Regions from separate parts of the Zea mays genome. Here region 2 is linked to region 1. The links are chromatin contacts, called in public Hi-C maps. All regions are on one chromosome and are shown on one strand. The core of a region is the stretch at or near the end of the contact, and the rest is flanking DNA. Distances in the headings are between cores, read along the strand shown. Region 1 holds the start of LOC103648233 (zinc ion binding). Region 2 holds the start of LOC100273022.

Region 1 (4,698 bases), core at 924-3,423:
TTCCACCCTTGTGATAGCACTGTTTTCCCGTGTGGTTCTTCATGTTCTTTTAACACAATAATCTTATCATGAACAATAATTCAACCAACAATAATAATGGAACATGATCATAATTCATATATAATATTAACCCAAAAACCAGGTAGGGCAATAACAAGTCTATCCAATAGTTCATTTGTTTTCAAGGTGTAGGGTGAACAAAACTAGGGTAACTTATTAGGTCACATCCAATTAACCTGAGCATATCACAGTGATTAACATGATATTATTAGGTAAAAAAGAGTGATAAAGGGCATAACTTGCCTTTTTTGTGCAACTCCAGGTACTTCTTAATTTAGTCTTCAGGTTACCCGTGACCTCGCTGCTACACGTAGCAATACATACAAATAGACAAGAAGTACATAAAAATAAAATTACATCAAACATGAGAAAACAACTGTGTAATAATATTTCATGCGTCGCTACGAGGTCGAAGGTTCGAGGAATACTAAAATATGAGTTATGATTGTGAACATATAATTTTTGAAAGATATACATGATTAAACAATAACACAAGGTTCAATGTTGATTATAATTCATATGATAAAGATATTCTAAAATAACTATCTTAATCTTAATCTAGGTTATAACTTGATTAGAGATATTATTTTAGTTAAGTTATGGATTGGAGTAAAATATTATATTAACCTTAGATTATAAAAGATAACATAGGTTAATAAAATATATAATTATATAAAAATATATGACATAGTACAAATAATATTTTTACTGTGTAGACAATTTTATTACGAGGCTAACGCAACTGGAACAGGTTAAATCGTCGCCAAAAGGAGTAAGTTATGGACTATACAAGTTTCCATGGTATTTGGTATTAATTTTATACCTAGAAATAACCTACCGGGCTGATTCGCAAAGTCTTAATTTACTTTTATTTATTTTGATTGATTTTAAGGACGGCGGGTTGGTTTTAACAAAGAACATAGCTCTTTTGGAAAATGCCCTGCCTATTATTCCCACTAGAGATGTTAATATAGAATTCCCCACCAGGGATTAACTCCCCGGACCCGTACTCATGAGCACAGACCCGCTCCCATCCCTGAACCGAAAATCTTCCCATAACCATCCCCGACCGGGTACCAAATACCCATGGGGACCCGTATCCGACCCGACTATTCAACATTTCAGAATTTCAGCATATGGACACAACACAATTCAACATTTTAGCATGCATATTTTGTAGTTTCATTAACATACTAATGGAAAATAAATAGTGTCTTCTAGTACCACATGTCCACATATCACAAATATAGTCAAACAGTAGATAGAAATATCTCTTAGTACATATTTTATCATTGAAGCCTGGATGTTGTAGTAAATCGGGTAAAACAGCCGCATGGGTAATCGGGTTCGGATTTAGCCCTCCCAAACCTGTATCCGCCACACCCGATAGGGAAAGGATTTCTCCTAAATCTATATCCATGGGGATCAATTTTAACCCATACCCTAACCCTAATAGAGGAATTCCCGACAGGTAATCGGGTTTCAGGACCCCATTGACATCTCTAATTCCCGCGCCTTTACCGTATCCGTTCGATCGAGAATCAATGGCTCCGATTAAAACAAGTCCCATCCGAACCGGTACGTTGTTGTTAGGGATGAAAACAATTTCGGATTTTTTTCCAGTTTTTCGAAAATCGTTTTCGATTTTTTTATCCGACTCACTGATAACGGTCTTTTTCGAAAACAAATTTGGTATCAGTATTGTATTTTAGAATCGATTTCGAAATCATTTTATAGTATTACCAATTTGATTATCGATTTTAATCAGAATTTACCGAATTTAAGTCTCAGGTCCGGCTCGGCTCCTTCCCGATGGAACAACATGTGATCCATTTGTAGCTGATGAAACCGTTATCGTTGGGATCCACATCCGACATAAAGAAGTAGCAAGTAAAAAAATGTGCTATAAGTTATAAATTAGAAAATAGTATATTAATCTATAAAATTAATTTTCATTTTACATCTTATAAATTTGAAGTAGTCTTATATATAAACTTTTAAAAGTGGTGTAATATTATATTTTAAAATAATAGTCTACTCCGTTTCTGATTTCTCGAAATAAAGAAAACAAACGGGACCTAAATAATTTGTGTGCCGCAGTCACTGGTAAATTAACCCTGGGTCACCTCGATCTCTTCCGCCCCGCTGTTGCAAGATAGCACCACGTCGCCGGAAAACACAGTGACCGTCAGATCGGACAAGCAAGCGACGTCGTCCGTTCGATTGCGAATCGATGGGGGTCACCTCGTACTTGCGACTTGCAAACGCGCTCAGATTTTCCCTACGCGGCTACGCCCGCGAGCTCTTCCACTCTCAGCTCCCGTCCCGAAGCCGCACCCCCGCCAGCGGCGGCGCTCCCGCTCCCGCTCCTCCCTGCTCGGCGATTCGGCGCGGCGCCGCCACGCCTCCACCTCACGCGGCCCCGCCCTCTCGGCGCTGCTCTCTGGCCCCTGGCGGCACGCCCTTCCCTCCTCCGTTCCTCAGCCGCAAGGCGCCAAGCGGGCGGCCCTGCGTGCGCGGGCGCGGGCGCGGACCCTCCGAGGCAGCCAGACGCGGCGGCCACCGCGGATCAAGAGCGCGAGTGCCGTTCACCAGCGAGGTGGCGCGGAGAGCCGAGAGCACCAGCACAGATATAACAAGGCAGCAGCCGCCGCCGCCGCCGCCCGCCGTAACCAGGTGCCACCGGCGTGGGCGTGACCCACCACGAGGCGGTGCTGGCAACACCCGACCGTAGCGCGGCATCTCCGTCCTCGTCGTCAATCCCTGCGGGTGTGCAACAGTAGCGGTAAGGTTCCTTACTGGTTCCATGTTCTTGGTCCCCTTTCCTACCTAATGCAGTGCAGCCTTGGTGTTTGATGAAATGTGCGTGTCTGCGGTTTCACATTTAGGTCATTTACGCACCACGATGCTATTCCTGTGTTTTACAATAGTCTATTCAATTATCACTAGAAATGTGTGCCAAATAATTAGAGTAAAGTGCATTTCCGGTCGAACTTGTGCGACTGTGTAACCCGGTCCATAAGCTTTTAAAGTGATCTGTTTGGGTCTATGTTACGTCCAAAGGGATCCAAACAGACCCGATAAGAGGTCTTCTTCTTTATCGAGCCAACACGGGGAGGGACATGCGTTTGAGAGGAGCTTGCTAGCGACAACCAGCAGCTTCTTGGGCCCCACGCCAGAGCTGATCCTGTTCCTCCGCCTAGTGATCACATGGCGCCTCTGGCCATCAGCGATCACGGCGACGATGTGACGCAAAGTGGGTTCCATCGCGTCACCTGCACGACTCCTCCGATCAGGCGGAGAAAGAAAGCGAGCTCTTGATGTGGTCTTGTTCGTAGCAACAACAGCTCCACTGCTCCTTGCATCGCCTGCTGTTGTTTATCCACATAAGGACGGAGCAGCGGGCGCTCCGACAGAGGCACCTGCACGTGCTGATGCTTTCCCTGCTCCCCGCCTTCGCTGTCGTCTTCCTGCTCTTGCTGTCGAGGCCATGCACGCGTGACATGAGATTGTTCCTCACCTATTTGTGCCAACAACTCGTGCCATCTCTGCTCGGAAGCGGGCCGCGGCCACGGTGGAGAATGCTGAGGAGGCGGCCACCACCCCCACTGGCGGTGAGCCGTCGGTGCTCGACCTGCTGGAGCTGGCCATCGATTGCATTCTCGAGAAGTTGTGGCCGGCGGAGCTGCGAAGCATGGCCGCCATCTCCGGCTCCATGCACGAGCGCTGCCGTGGCGACCACCTCTGGGAGCGCCACATGACCAATAGATGGGGCCGTGTCCTGGGCCGCATCGCCAGGGACGAATGGAGGACGCACCTGGCGTCCACCAGCGAGTCCCGCGCCGCAGGCTCTGTCTCGGGCGGCGGCAAGCGCCAGAGTTGGCTCGCCACGTCGTGGGGTGATTGTCGCCGGCAAGCTCCTCTCGGACGCGTGCCCACCCCCGTGTCGGCTCGAGGAAGAAGACCTCTTACCGGGTCCGTTTGGGCGTAACAGAGACCCAAACAAGATTAAACTTTTAAGAGACACTTTAAAAGTTTATGGACCGGGTTGACACAATACACAACCGCACAAGTTTAAGGACCGGAAATGCACTCCACTCAAATAATTATGCAAATTACAAATGATAATTTACTTGAACCTCAAGAACAGACATCTGTTGCAAAATAAATATTCAGTGTCACTAATCAATGTAGCGTTCACACTTTTCTAGAATAGCTTGTTATGCATAAGTGATGATTACTTCATCCCGTCCCAGTGTTCTGGATTGAATTACAAATACAAAGTTAATCTCAGTTCCAATCCTTTTTTATCCTAATTTTGTGTCTGATGTTCTGATGAATTTGTTTGTGCTCTACATAGTCCTACAGTCTTGCCAAAATGACAAAGCGATGGGTTACTAGAAAATGGGGTTATAGAATATAACTTGCTGGGGGTACTGGTGGCACTGTAATTGATTGGCTATTTTATGTTTTTTTTACCACTCCTTGTCTGTGATGAGGTCGACTGCTGTACATGCAGATGACTAGGTGGGATGAAATTTTGACTCTTCCAGTTCAGAACCCACCATCATTGGAGTTCTCAGCAGCGGATATCTCGTGGTCAATGGTGGAGGGCTGGAGGGATTCTATGGATAGGCT
Region 2 (4,698 bases), core at 831-3,330, 290 kb before region 1:
GCTATTTTTATCTTTATATTTTGAACTATATGCCAAATTATTATATATTATATTAAATTATTTATAAAAAATTCTAATGGCATACCTCACGAAAAAATTCTAGCTACGCCACTGACTCCGCCTACTGGCTACTTATTTTCTGACATATATTCTCATGAATGCTTCCAAAGAAGATAAGAACAAGTGGGTCAGAAAGGTGGCAATAAAAAGTACTACGCGCGGGGGGCCAAAATCTGGCTAGCTAGCACTCGTTCCAGAGAAACTTTGACCACGAGCACGGAGCATGCACCTTTGTTGGCCTTGGCATCTTTATATCAATAAAAAAGTGGAAAGGTTCTAGGTATAAAGGCCCAATAAACACAAGGTCCGCGAGTCCGGCACGAAGCCCGCTGTTTTGGCTTGGTTCGAGCCCGGCACAGCCTTATTCTATGCGGGTCCGGGCCGGCCTGGCACGAATAAGCGGGCTGGGCTCGGACAGAAAATTAGGCACGGTAGGCTAGCCCGGCAGGGGCCGTTTATCTCTAAGCCCGTTAAACCCGTTTTTTGCACTAAAACATGTTTACCGGTACACTTAACCCGCTTTTCGGCCCGCTTTTTTCCTGCTAAACGGGCCGGGCCCGCTGCGGGTCGAGCTCGGACAGGAAATCGAGACCGCGGACTTAGACGGCCCAGCCCCGGTTTTCTAATCGTGTCTGGCAGGTCGTGCCCAAAATGAGCCGGACTTCATCGGACAGGGCCGGACGGTCCGTTTGGCCATCTCTAGTTCTAGGACATGAATAAGAGGACTGGATTAGTTTCCATTCAGACCTCTGCTGATATGAAGTTATGTATGTTGGGGACTTTTTCTCAAATGCTTCGAATTAAGAACAAGGCAACATAAAATGTTAAATGTTAATGACCTTCGTCCATTGAAGCATTATCTCCCCAGGGACACAATGCACTTTGGACGAAGGTCATGAGCAATAATCAGAATTGTAAGATAATAAGAGATGTAATATAAAATATACAACATGAAGGAATAATATGTCAAAACACATAAACTTATTTATATATTTTATTATATAAATTCAAATATCAAAAATATAACATTTAATTACATTTATACTTTCGTCTTGGCAGAAGGCAATAATCCAGGTGACGCGTGCAAGTGATTACAAGATTACGTGAACAGTACAAGGGGAAAGAGGTTGATGGAATTACACCATCACATGTTAAGTGTTAACTACATATATACCTGTTTAAGTGTTAGCTACATATAACTACAATATCCATTCCCTGACATATATACATATAAGGCTAAATTCTTCCTACCCATACCGCACTATGCAACCACCTCACCAAGCTGGTTTCATACCCTACTTTTTTTATCTCTCGCAACGGTTCCTTCTAAATACACCCCATGTATCTCACTATAAACATAAAATATCATTTTCTTTTCCTACTTTCCACCCATTACTATTTTTTTTATCTATTCTGATAAATACTCACGTGTACGTAAAACGAGGAGTGGCTGCCGGTACCCTGTGCAGGTCTTCCGACAGTGGTCAGCTGGTCAAGTGGCGTCCACGTCTTATTATTAGACTGGAAGAAGGGACACGGTTTCGTCTCTCGTTGGGAGTGGGACCAAGCTCGCTCAAAAGCTCATCTCAACCAACATGGTGCCAGGAGATGTGACAAGCGGTCAACAATGGCTGCCCTGGTCTTGCTCCATTGTTTTTTCCCCACTTGATGAGGCGAGAAGGAATCTCGATCGATCGATCGCGTGTGTGAACGATTGACCTGGATCGTGACCAGCGCAGCACGCGTTCACATTGCTTATGATTGGTTTAGTGCGTCCGCACGTCCAATCCATACGAGCCCACCTATTTCTGGCTTATATGCCGATTTTTGAATAACTTATTTTACATCAACTCATGCGGCCAATATATACAATTAAACATATGCTAAGTTAAAGTTAAAGCACGCGATAATTTAGGATAGACTGATGCGGGTAACCACTAACCAATGACATGGATTATTACTAGTCCCTTCTTATATATCATCCCCTCGGACCCCTCCCCTTCTCATAACGGCAGGGCATGCATGCATGCGTGCACAGAGACACCCACATCTCTCGTTCACCATGCCTGCTTCACCCTACAGCTACACACTACTGGTCGGGCTTTTCCTCGTCTCCCTGCTGCTGCACAGCCCCAGGCCGTGCTCTTGTGCGAATTACCACACTCTCGCGGCGGGCCAGGCGCTCGCTGTCGGCGACACCCTCGTCTCCAGGAACGGCAAGTTCGCGCTCGGCTTCTTCCCGTCCGGCACCACCACCACACCCGCCGCCAGTAAGTCCTCCTCCTCCTCTGACAACAACAGCAACACCACCGCCGTCTCCAACTGGTACCTAGGCATCTGGTTCAACAAGATCCCAGTCTTCACTCCGGTCTGGATTGCTAACCGGGATGACCCGTTCACCGACCCAGACGCAGACCCCAATAATAAGCTCCTCCCCAAACGGACTCTGCAAATCTCTAGAGACGGGAACCTTGTAGTAGTCCAGGAGGACAACAACGCTCCTCAAAGAACTGAAACCCTAGTCGTTTGGTCCACCACCACCACCAGCAGCAACACCACCAGCACCAACACCAACAACACCAGCACCAACACCACCAACACCGTCGCCGAGCTCACCCACAATGGCAACCTGGTGGTGCGCGACGCCTCGGCCTCGGACGCGTCCAAGGTCCGGTGGCAGAGCTTCGACTACCCAACAGACGTGTACCTCCCGGGATCCAAGCTGGGCAGGAACAAGGTGACGGGGTTGAACCGCGTCTTCGTGTCGAGGAAGAACAGGGCGAACCCGGCCCGCGGCTCCTACTGCGTCGGGGTGGACTCACGGTTCTCCCAGGGGATCATACTCAGCCAGTGCTCCTCTTCCGTCGTGTACTGGGCGTCGGGCACATTCTCACTGTCGGACGTGGATCCCAGCGACAGCGGCTTCATCAGCTACAACCAGATCGACAACGCCCAGGAGCAGTACTACATCTACACCATACCCAACGACACCCTCTCCGTGTACACCGCCGTGGAGACCTCTGGCCAGATCAAGGGGCGCGTGTGGGTGGAGAGCAGCCACGCCTGGCGAGACTTCTACACCCAGCCCATGAATCCCTGCAGCGTCCACGCTGCCTGTGGACCTTTCACTGTCTGCACCACCACCGGCGGCGGCGACAACAACGCGAACATGTCCTGCGATTGCATGGAGGGATTCTCTATCAGGTCGCCCAGTGAATGGGACCTCGACGATCGAGCGGGAGGGTGCACGAGGAACAACCAACTCGATTGCGCCACGGACAGGTTCTTGCCCGTGCCTGGCGTTCAGTTGGCCTACGACCCCGTGCCCATGAAAGCAACTGACGCTGATGGATGTGGCCAGGCTTGTGCCACTGATTGCTCTTGCACTGCTTACTCATATGCTAGCACTACTGGTGGTGGTGGTGGTGGGTGCTCTATCTGGCGTGGAGAATTGCTTAACACCGCAACAGCAAGTACCACCGGCGACACTCTCTACCTTCGCCTCTCTGCCAAGGATCTGCAGACGCTGAGAGAGAACCAAAGATCAGGCCGCCCATCTAAGGCGACAGTTGTTACTGCTGCAAGCATTGCGGCCGGTGGTTTTGTGATAATTGCGCTCATCGTACTACTCGTTTGCAGCTGGAGGAGAACAAGCAACACCCAAGATTGCGATGGGACGATTATTAGATCATTCACGTATAGTCACCTACGCCACGCGACAAGAAACTTCTCTGACAGGCTAGGAGGCGGCGGATTTGGTTCTGTGTACAAGGGAACGATTCTAGGGAGGGACGACGATGGTTCCGCGGTCACTACTATAGCGGTGAAAAGACTACTAGATGGTGCTCGTCAGGGAGAGAAGCAATTCAGGGCTGAGGTGAGTTCGATAGGCCTGATCCAGCATATCAACCTGGTGAAACTGGTCGGTTTCTGCTGCGAGAGCGATAAAAGGTTGCTAGTGTACGAGCACATGGTCAATGGTTCTCTCGACGTCCATCTGTTCAATAGTAATGGCGGCGGTGGTGGTGGAAAGGATGGTGTCGTCGTCCTAGACTGGAGCACGAGGTACCAGATCGCCGTCGGGGTCGCGAGAGGGCTGGCGTACCTGCACGAGGGCTGCCGCGAGCGCATCATCCACTGCGACATCAAGCCGGAGAACATACTCCTCGACGCGTCGCTCGTCCCAAAGATCGCGGATTTCGGGATGGCGGCGATCGTGCCCAGGGATTTCAGCCGCGTCCTCACTACGTTCAGAGGAACCATAGGCTACCTTGCCCCGGAGTGGATCGGTGGAGAAGCCATCACCGAAAAAGTGGACGCCTACAGCTTCGGAATGGTGCTGCTGGAGATCGTGTCAGGGAGGAGGAACTCGCCTAAGGTATACACCACCAACAGCTGCCACGTTTCTTATTTCCCGTTGCAGGCCATCACGACGATGCTCCACGACGGAGATGTGAATAGCTTGGTAGATCCACAGCTGCACGGCGAGTTCAACTTGGAAGAGGCTTTAAGGCTATGCAAAGTTGCATTTTGGTGTATTCAGGATAACGAACTTGACCGGCCGACAATGGGTGAAGTGGTTCAGGCTCTCGAGGGCCTACATGATGTTGGTATGCCCCCTATGCCAAGACAACTTGC

What was found. Hi-C and Micro-C count contacts between places; a contact is called where the count stands out from the background.
Region 2: a Hi-C map of bundle sheath shows a contact between it and region 1, with 1.9 times the contacts expected there. The contact joins the promoter of LOC100273022 here to the promoter of LOC103648233 in region 1. A contact is called at or near these places in 3 of 25 Hi-C or Micro-C datasets (bundle sheath, ear and leaf).

Annotation. Positions count from the first base shown.
Region 1 is chr2:238,817,537-238,822,234 of Zm-B73-REFERENCE-NAM-5.0, reverse strand. LOC103648233 (zinc ion binding) reads left to right here and starts at 2,173. Exons shown (of 6, transcript XM_008672725.3): 1 at 2,173-2,845; 2 at 4,580-4,698. The coding sequence starts at 4,580.
Region 2 is chr2:239,105,463-239,110,160 of Zm-B73-REFERENCE-NAM-5.0, reverse strand. LOC100273022 reads left to right here and starts at 2,080. Exons shown (of 1, transcript NM_001367776.1): 1 at 2,080-4,698. The coding sequence starts at 2,087.